2 separate regions of the Macaca mulatta genome follow, and region 1 is linked to region 2. The links are chromatin contacts, called in public Hi-C maps. All regions are on one chromosome and are shown on one strand. Each heading gives the region's core, a stretch centred on a gene start, on an enhancer-like site or on the middle of the called end of the contact. The rest is flanking DNA. Distances are from core to core; before and after follow the strand shown. Region 1 overlaps FNBP1 (formin binding protein 1). Region 2 holds the start of GPR107 (G protein-coupled receptor 107).

What was found. A called contact is a pair of places that touch in the nucleus more often than the background predicts.
Region 1: a Hi-C map of fetal cortical plate shows a contact between it and region 2, with 1.8 times the contacts expected there. The contact joins the enhancer-like site here to the promoter of GPR107 in region 2. A contact is called at or near these places in 4 of 14 Hi-C or Micro-C datasets (blood, fetal cortex germinal zone, fetal cortical plate and 1 more).

What each region holds. Positions count from the first base shown.
Region 1 is chr15:17,719,656-17,723,416 of T2T-MMU8v2.0, reverse strand. FNBP1 (formin binding protein 1) reads right to left here. Exons shown (of 17, transcript XR_013405453.1): 16 at 1-1,239. Among named protein-coding and RNA genes, the nearest start is that of USP20, 56 kb to the left of the region's middle. Within about 2 kb of position 1,431, at least 3 of the 40 cell types and tissues checked have an H3K27ac peak or open chromatin away from gene starts, as enhancers often do. A contact at or near this core is called in fetal cortical plate, where this site is marked.
Region 2 is chr15:17,546,027-17,550,421 of T2T-MMU8v2.0, reverse strand. GPR107 (G protein-coupled receptor 107) reads left to right here and starts at 1,977. Exons shown (of 20, transcript XM_077967789.1): 1 at 1,977-2,143. The coding sequence starts at 2,003. LOC144335043 (a long non-coding RNA gene) reads left to right here. Exons shown (of 3, transcript XR_013405478.1): 2 at 780-968; 3 at 1,283-1,923.

The DNA of each region.
Region 1 (3,761 bases), core at 182-2,681, 170 kb before region 2:
TTGGTGATTAAAGTGCTAACCTTGGTGGGGTGCAGTAGCTCACGCCTGTAATCTCAGCACTTTGAGACGGGCGGATCACCTGAGGTCACGAGTTCAAGGCCAGCCTGACCAACACGGTGAAACCCCATCTCTACTAAAAATGCAAAAATTCGCCAGGTGTGGTGGTACACGCCTGTAATCACAGCTATCTGGGAGGCTGAGGCAGGAGAATTGCTGGAACCCAGGAGGCGGAGGTTGTAGTGAGCCAAGATCATGCCACTGCACAACAAAGCGAGACTCCGTCTCAAAAACAAAACAAAACAAAACAACAAGAAGTGCTAACCTCTTCAGATGCTAATCCTGGGGCTCCTGGAAAGGAGAGGATGTTCGCTTTCCAATGAGCCGGTGCAGAGGGGAGGGAGGGCCTCGCTCACAAGCACATGGTCTACAGTTCTCAGGGACAGGGAAGTGACGCAGAGGACAGGCGTGGGCTCCTCACAGCCGGTGGACACAGGTGAGCCAACAAGGCGAGCTGGAATTCGACCTCCAGCGTGGACCTTCCCAGGCCACTGAAAACAGGGCGCCAAACCAAAATGTGTGCGCACGCGTGTGTACTGGTGGGTGTGCCTGTGGGTGTGTGTGCACCTGCCCCCCGCCCACCAGATGCTCTCAGTTCGAGGGGATAGTGAAAGGGTCAATGTTTAGTATGAGGTGCAAGCCTAGAATCCAAAAAGGACCACTGAGGACCTCACAGACTCGGGAGAAGAGGAAGCGTTTTCTACAGCAGACAGCCGGGGACACAGGGATGACATCGAGTGCTCAGTCCGCCTGGTGTGCGCCGGACCTGCCTTGTCTCCTCAGGGGACCCGTGATGACATTTTCACTAAAGGCACTGTGTGAAGCGCGGAAGGGCCGCCAGGACGGGCCCGGGTGGACTGAGGGCCCAGGAAGGAGCAGGCGGGGGTGTGTGTCCCACCGTCTCAGTGGCCTGCGCGGGGTGGGTTGGGGGAGCGACGAGGACTGACCCGAGCCGTGGGGGTGGGCGCTGGCGAGGCTTGTCCCCCACGAGGTGGCCCGGGCTGGGCGGGAGGGCAGGGCCGCAGGGAACATGCTGTAGAGAGAGAGACCGCCCCGCAGGGATGGGGCTGCGGAGGGATGGGCCGTCCACAGGGCAGGGCACTGGAGGCCTGTGGGGACAAGCAGACGGAGGCTCCTCCAGGAAGGTTCACCTGAGGCTCGCAGGCACTCCCCTCTAGGAATCTACAACACAAAGAGAAACAGAAAGAGAAACTCGCCGTTAGAGAGGATGGCGCGGGTTCCAGGCGGGCATTTTGCTCTTGGCTACAAACTGCACCGCCCTGGGAGGGGAGGGTAGTGGGAGGGGAGGGAAGGGGTGGGAGGGGGCATCTCAGAGCAATTGGTTACCACAGGGCAGGTCTGAGATGAGGAACTTTCACGGTTTTCTCTCTAGCCTTTAGCTGGTCTTTCCTTCAGGGTTAAGAGAAGCCCAAACAGGAGACTGATGAGGCCATCCGCCCCAGCTCATCTTTCTTACAAGTTTAGAGAGAAAGTAAGAAACGGAGGCCAGGGCCGGGCGTGGTGGCTCACGCCTGTAATCCCAGCACTTTGGGAGGCTGAGGCAGGCAGATCACGAGGTCAGGAGTTCAAGGCCAGCCTGGCTAACGTGGTAAAACCCCGTCTCTACTAAAAATACAAAAATTAGCCGGATGTGGTGGTGGGCACCTGTAATCCCAGCTACTTGGGAGGCTGAGGCAGGAGAATCGCTTGAACCCAGGAGATGGAGGTTGCAGTGAGCCAAGATTGGGCCACTGTACTCCAGCCTGGATGACAGAGCAAGACTCCATCTCAAAAAAAAAAAAAAAACCAACCAAACAAACAAACAAAAAAAAACGGAGGCCGGTGCAGTGGCTCACACCTACAATCCCAGCACTTTGAGAGGCTGAAGAGGGAGGATCACATGAGCTCAGGAGTTCGAGACCAGCCTGGGCCACAACATAACCAGACCTCATCTCTACAAAAAAATTTGTTTAATTAACCGGCACGTTGGCACTGCCGTAGTCCCGGCTATTCGGGAAGGTGAGTTGGAAGGATGGCTTGAGCCCAGGGAGGTCGGGGCTGCAGTGAGCCAGGATCGCGCTGCTACACTTCAGCTTGGGCGACAGAGGGAGACCTCGACTCCAAAAAGAAGAGAAAAGAAATGCATCCGTTTCCTAGAATGGTACAAGGAACATGAAGGCCCGATTCTCTCAGAAGGAAACTCTTGGGTCTTTGGCAGCACAATGTAAAATCTTTGGTGAAAAGCAAAACCTGTCGTTCTGTATTCATTCAGCAATAAACCGTGAAAAGCTCGTCATCTCAAGGAGAGAGAAAAGAAACAAAAGAAACACAGACTTCTCAGGCCCTGAGTGCACAAAGGATCAGACGCGGGAGGTGCCGTCATTTAAAAAGGAGGAGGTGGGGGCGGGAGGCAGAATTTTTAAAAAAGCATTGGGCTAGAAAATTCCCTATTACTGGAGATGAAAGAGTTAAATATTCACATTACACAGAATAATTTTCTTGGAAACATGAAAAGTCACTTAAAATACACAATACTGAGAAAAAATATAACATTTATTAGAGAGGCGGATATGAGGGTACAACTAAAAGATGCCAGAGTCTTTTCTTTTAGAATGAGAATAGAAAGAGACAATCATGTTGCTGTATTCAAACAAAACTTACTCAGAACCCCAGAGTTTCTAATAAACTCCAGTGCGGAGCCGCAGCGGGGACCTAGCTCCCCGTGCGAGACGCTTCGCGGCTTTCCGGCAGTTATAAAAACAGAAAGGTCATTAGGCAGCAGGAGAACCCATAAAACAAACAGATAAAAGTACAACATTAAAACAACTCATTCAAGTACTGCTTTGAGTTTTTAAGTTGCAGTCTATACACATGTATTCTGTGGGGGGAGTTATGAAAATATTTAACAGAGAGCAATCGAAAAATCGAAAAACCATAAAAGAAAGTCACAATCCAATGGACCCACCGGAAGTTACTCTAAATAGTTTGGCAATTATTAAATAAGCACATCGTAGACACCACACACACACACACACACGGTGCACCGGCATTATAACAATAAAACAGCTGCACTGAATTATGGGCCTAAGAAAACAGTGGCTTTGCCCCATCAGATGGGTTTAAGGAGGGCAGTGTTTGTGGGCAAGTTGGACAGAGTTATAAACAGAGTAGGGCGGAAAGGCTTCTCTGTATGTATTCTTAATCTCTAAGTGTAACTTTCAAATAAAAGGAGAAAATTATATAAGTAGCTGAGATTTTGCTGTTTTTATTTTAACAGAGAACTGCTAGAAGATAATAAAGTATACTTTGGGTGGAAATGGAAATTCCTGGTTCTTTGGAATTTGGTTTTCTAATATTTCAAGCATTGATGAGATGGACCTGAAATTTACAAAATATCTTTAACTGTTTAGTCAATATTACAGAGATTCACCTGGTACAGCACTGAGACATACAACGTAATGATCACACATTTAAAATTATCATAAATGGATGTGCCCAGACCCCTCCCACCCCATTCCCCCTGAAACCAACTGAGCTGTTTTCTGAATTAAATTTGAATAACGAAATAACTAAATTTGAATAATTAAATAAGAAAAAAAAAAAAAACCACATAGTTTGACCGAACGCCTTTTTGCAAAACCGACTTTTACAAGGTTAATGCCGTCTCCCTATTTTCGAGTTTTTCAGTGGCTGCTTTGCTTTGT
Region 2 (4,395 bases), core at 728-3,227:
GATGCCCGCTAATTTTTGTATTTTTATTTTATTTATTTATTTATTTTTTATTTTTTTTTTTTTTTGAGACGGAGTCTAGCTCTGTCGCCCAGGCTGGAGTGCAGTGGCGCAATCTCGGCTCACTGCAAGCTCCGCCTCCTGGGTTCACGCCATTCTCCTGCCTCAGCCTCCCGAGTAGCTGGGACTACAGGCGCCCGCCCCTGCGCCCGGCTAATTTTTTCTATTTTTAGTAGAGACGGGGTTTCACCATGGTCTCGATCTCCTGACCTTGTGATCCGCCCACCTCGGCCTCCCAAAGTGCTGGGATTACAGGCGTGAGCCACCACGCCCGGCCTAATTTTTGTATTTTTAGTAGAGACCAGGTTTCACCATGTTGCTCAGGCTGGTTCCAAAGAACTGATTTTCAAGTGATCCACCCACCTCAGCCTTCCAAAGTGCTGGGATTCAGGCGTGAATCACCCCACCAGGACTCATTTTGTTTTTAGTACAGTATTATATTCAAATTTAAAACCAGAGATTCTCAAAGATGACACTTAACTTTAAAAGATAAAAAATACTCCAAAGTAGGCTGGGTGCGGTGGCTTTATGCCTGTAATACCAGCACTTTGGGAGGCCAAGGCCGGAGGATCACTTGAGGTTGGGAGTTTGAGACCAGCCTGGCCAACATAGTGAAACCCTGTCTCTACTAAAAATACAAAAATTAGCCAAGCGTGGTGGTGCAGGTCTGTAATTCTAGTTACTCTGGAGGCTGAGGCAGGAGAATCACTTGAACCCGGAAGGTGGAGATTGCAGTGAGCTGAGATCGTGGCGTTGCACTCCAGCCTGGATGACAAGAGCTAGACTCCGTCTCAAAAAAAAGAAGTTCCCATAAGTTCTAAAAGCAAAGAAAGTTTCCATATAGAATTAAGAGAAAAATGTTAAGACCCAGACTCAGGGTTGGATGAAATAGCATGAGGCAACAGAACACAGTAGGCCGGGCGCGGTGGCTCAAGCCTGTAATCCCAGCACTTTGGGAGGCCGAGACGGGCGGATCACAAGGTCAGGAGATCGAGACCATCCTGGCTAACATGGTGAAACCCCGTCTCTACTAAAAATACAAAAAACTAGCCGGGCGAGGTGGCGGGCGCCTGTAGTCCCAGCTACTCCGGAGGCTGAGGCAGGAGAATGGCGTGAACCCGGGAGGCAGAGCTTGCAGTGAGCTGAGACCCGGCCACTGCACTCCAGCCTGGGCGACAGAGCGAGACTCCGTCTCAAAAAAAAAAAAAAAAAAAAAAGAACACAGGAGTTAAGAGCTTCCGCGTGATTCCCAGCTCAACCTGGAGCAAATGACTTATTTTTCAGAGCCTCAGTTTGCTTACCTGTAAAGTAGGAATAATAATACCTACCTCCTAGCTCATCAGATTGTTCCAAAAATTAAATACAACAAAAGGCCTAACGAATTTCCTCATAAGGGCTCAATAAATCGTATTATTGCAACCATTTCACCTGATACTTGAGTATGAAGCGCTTATTAAAAAAAACCACAGGACCCCTACGGCGAGCCAGGAATTTTTAAATATTTCGCTCCAAGTTAACGCTCAGTGAAATCAGTTCAGTCAGTGAAATCAGTTCAATCAGTGGCCAGACACCGTGCGGCTGACACACCCTATCCTCCGACCCTGAGGTCAGGGGTCCCGAGCCCAAGGTCGCTTCCAAGGCTCTGAGAGGCGGAGGTGAGGCCCGGGCTGGTCTGGTTCGGCCACCGTTGTTATGGCAACCGCCAAGCGGTTGGCTTCATCTCTTTGGGCTAAACTGAAAGTCTGCACGGGGGAGCCAATCGAAGGGCCCCGAGGTGGTCAGCATAGGCCCCTCGGCGACTTCCCAGGTTGCAATCTCCAGGAAAACCACCACAGGCTCAGCCGAGCTAGCCGCCGAGCTGCGCTCCCCGAGCCCTTCCGGCGGTTGCGCCCTTTAATCCCGGAAGTGGGCAGGAGAGGAAGCGGCTGGTGATGCTGGAACAAACATGGCCGCTCTGGCGCCCGTCGGCTCCTCCGCCTCCCGCCGTCCTAGGCTGGCCGCCGGCCTCCGGCTGCTCCCGATGCTGGCTTTGCTGCAGTTGCTGGCCGCGCCTGGCCTGGGCCGCGTCCATCACCTGGCACTCAAGGTAAAGCCTGGCAAGGCCGGGCCGGGGGGCGGAGGCCGAGGCCACTCCCCCGGGTTTTAGGGCAACTTTGGCCCATTGGGGACCTCTGAGCCACTGGACCATCTCTTTGTCCCTGGCCGCGGCCTTTCAAACTGACAGGTGGCAGGGTCTGTGGGGAAGGCGGGTCTGGGCGGCGCTGGGGTTCTGAGGCTGACCGGCAGGGGCGGGAAGACTCGAACTGAGGGAGGGGAAGGGGCTGAACTGTGGCGTAGCCCCCACGGACTCGGCAGGCTGCTCTAAAATCCCTGCTGGGTTGTCTGAATTCCTCACTCATGGAAGCCCGCTCGCCCTTCTCCTTTCTCCCCTCCAGCTTTTATGCTGGCTTTCCTTGTCCGCGGTCTCCGCTCTTCCGTGCCCTTGTACTGTACCGGCGGTTTGAAGGTATTTGGAACCTTAGCCTCAGTTTCCTATTTTGATTTAGGGCGCTCTCTGGAGCAAGACTCTTCGGAAGGAATTTCAAATCTTGCTTAAAACACGTGACTGAGAATTTAAAGCCAGCATTAAAATGTGTCTCTAATCAAAGGGCCTGCTTTTTCTTCCTCTATCCCGTCATTGTCTAGGGAAGAGAGATTTTTGATAAACCTAGAATGATCCCCTGGATCTTGCTTTATAACTAGCAGAGAAGAGACCTCTAAGGCTGAAACGCACCCTAAGGTGGTTCAGCAGGTTACTATATCTGGGAAATTGTCCAGGCGCCCTGGCTCATGCCTGTAATCCCAACATTGAGAGGCCTATGCAGGAGGATTATTTGAGCCCAGGAATTCGAGACCAGCCTGGTCAACATGGTAAGGACCCCCTCCCCAAACCTGTCTCTACAAAAAATTAAAAATTAACCAGATGTGGTGGCACACGCCTGCAGCTTCTGGGGAGGCTGAGGCAGGAGGATCACTTGAGCCTAGGAGATTGAGACTGCAGTGAGCCGTGATTACTCATTGCACTCCAGCCTGAGCCACAGAGCAAGACCCTCTCTCAAAATATATAGAGAAACAGAAAATTAGAGACATAGAAAAGTAAATTGTTACGACCCAAACTCTTGTACATTATTTTTATACCATACAGTCTTCTAAGAAGTGGAACTGTAGGCCGGACGCCATGGCTCACGCCGGTAATCCCAGCACTTTGGGAGGCTGAGGCGGGCAAATCACGAGGTCAGGAGATCGAGACCATCCTGGCTAACACGGTGAAACCCTGTCTTTACTAAAAAAAAAAAAAAAAAAAAAAATTAGCCGGGCTTGGTGGTGGGCGCCTGTAGTCCCAGCTACTCAGGAGGCTGAGGCAGGAGAATGGCGTGAACCCGGGAGGCGGCGCTTGCAATGAGCCTAGATCCTGCCACTGTACTCCAGCCTGGGCAACAGAATGAGACTCTGTCTCAAAAAAAAAAAAAAAAAAAGTGAAACTATAGAAAGTTTGTCTTGTAAAAACACATCGTTTTAGCAAACTATGAAGCATTATATTTTGTTAATGTAGAATTAAAGAATACAGAATGAAATTAAAAACCTGACATGACTGGGCGCGGGGGCTCAGGCCTGTAATTCCAGCACTTTGGGAGGCCGAGGTGGGCGGATCACCCGAGGTCAGGAGTTTGAGACCAGCCTGGTGAACATGGCGAAACCCGTCTCTACTAAAAATAGAAATATTAGACGGGTATGGTGGTACATGCCCGTAGTCCCAGTTGCTACTTGGGAGGCTGAGACAGGATAATTGCTTGAACCCAGGAGACTGAGATTGCAGTGAGCAGAGATTGTTGTGCCATTGCACTCCAGTCTGGGCGAAAGAACGAGACTCTGTCAAGAAAATAAATAAATAAAAGCCTGACGAGATCCATACAACCATGCTTTTTGGTAACAACTTTTGTTGTTTGTAAATAAAAATTATCCTGATTAAAATGGTTCAATCACAGGGGTGAGGGTGGGGTAAGTGAATTTTGGCTCTTTTTGAGAATCAATTGAGAGCTATAGAACCTGTCTCCAGAAAAGTACGTGTAGAAATGTAGACAAAACTAGGCCAGGCGCGGTGGCTCATGCCTGTAATCCCAGTACTTTCGGAGGCCGAGGTGGGTGGATCACTTGAGGTCATGAGTTCGAGACCAGCCTGGCCAACATTGTGAAACCACGTCTCTACTAAAAATACAAAAATTAGCTGGGCGTGGTGGCGGGTGCCTGTAATCCCAGCTACTTGGGGGGCTGAGGCAGGAGAATCGCTTGAACCCAGAG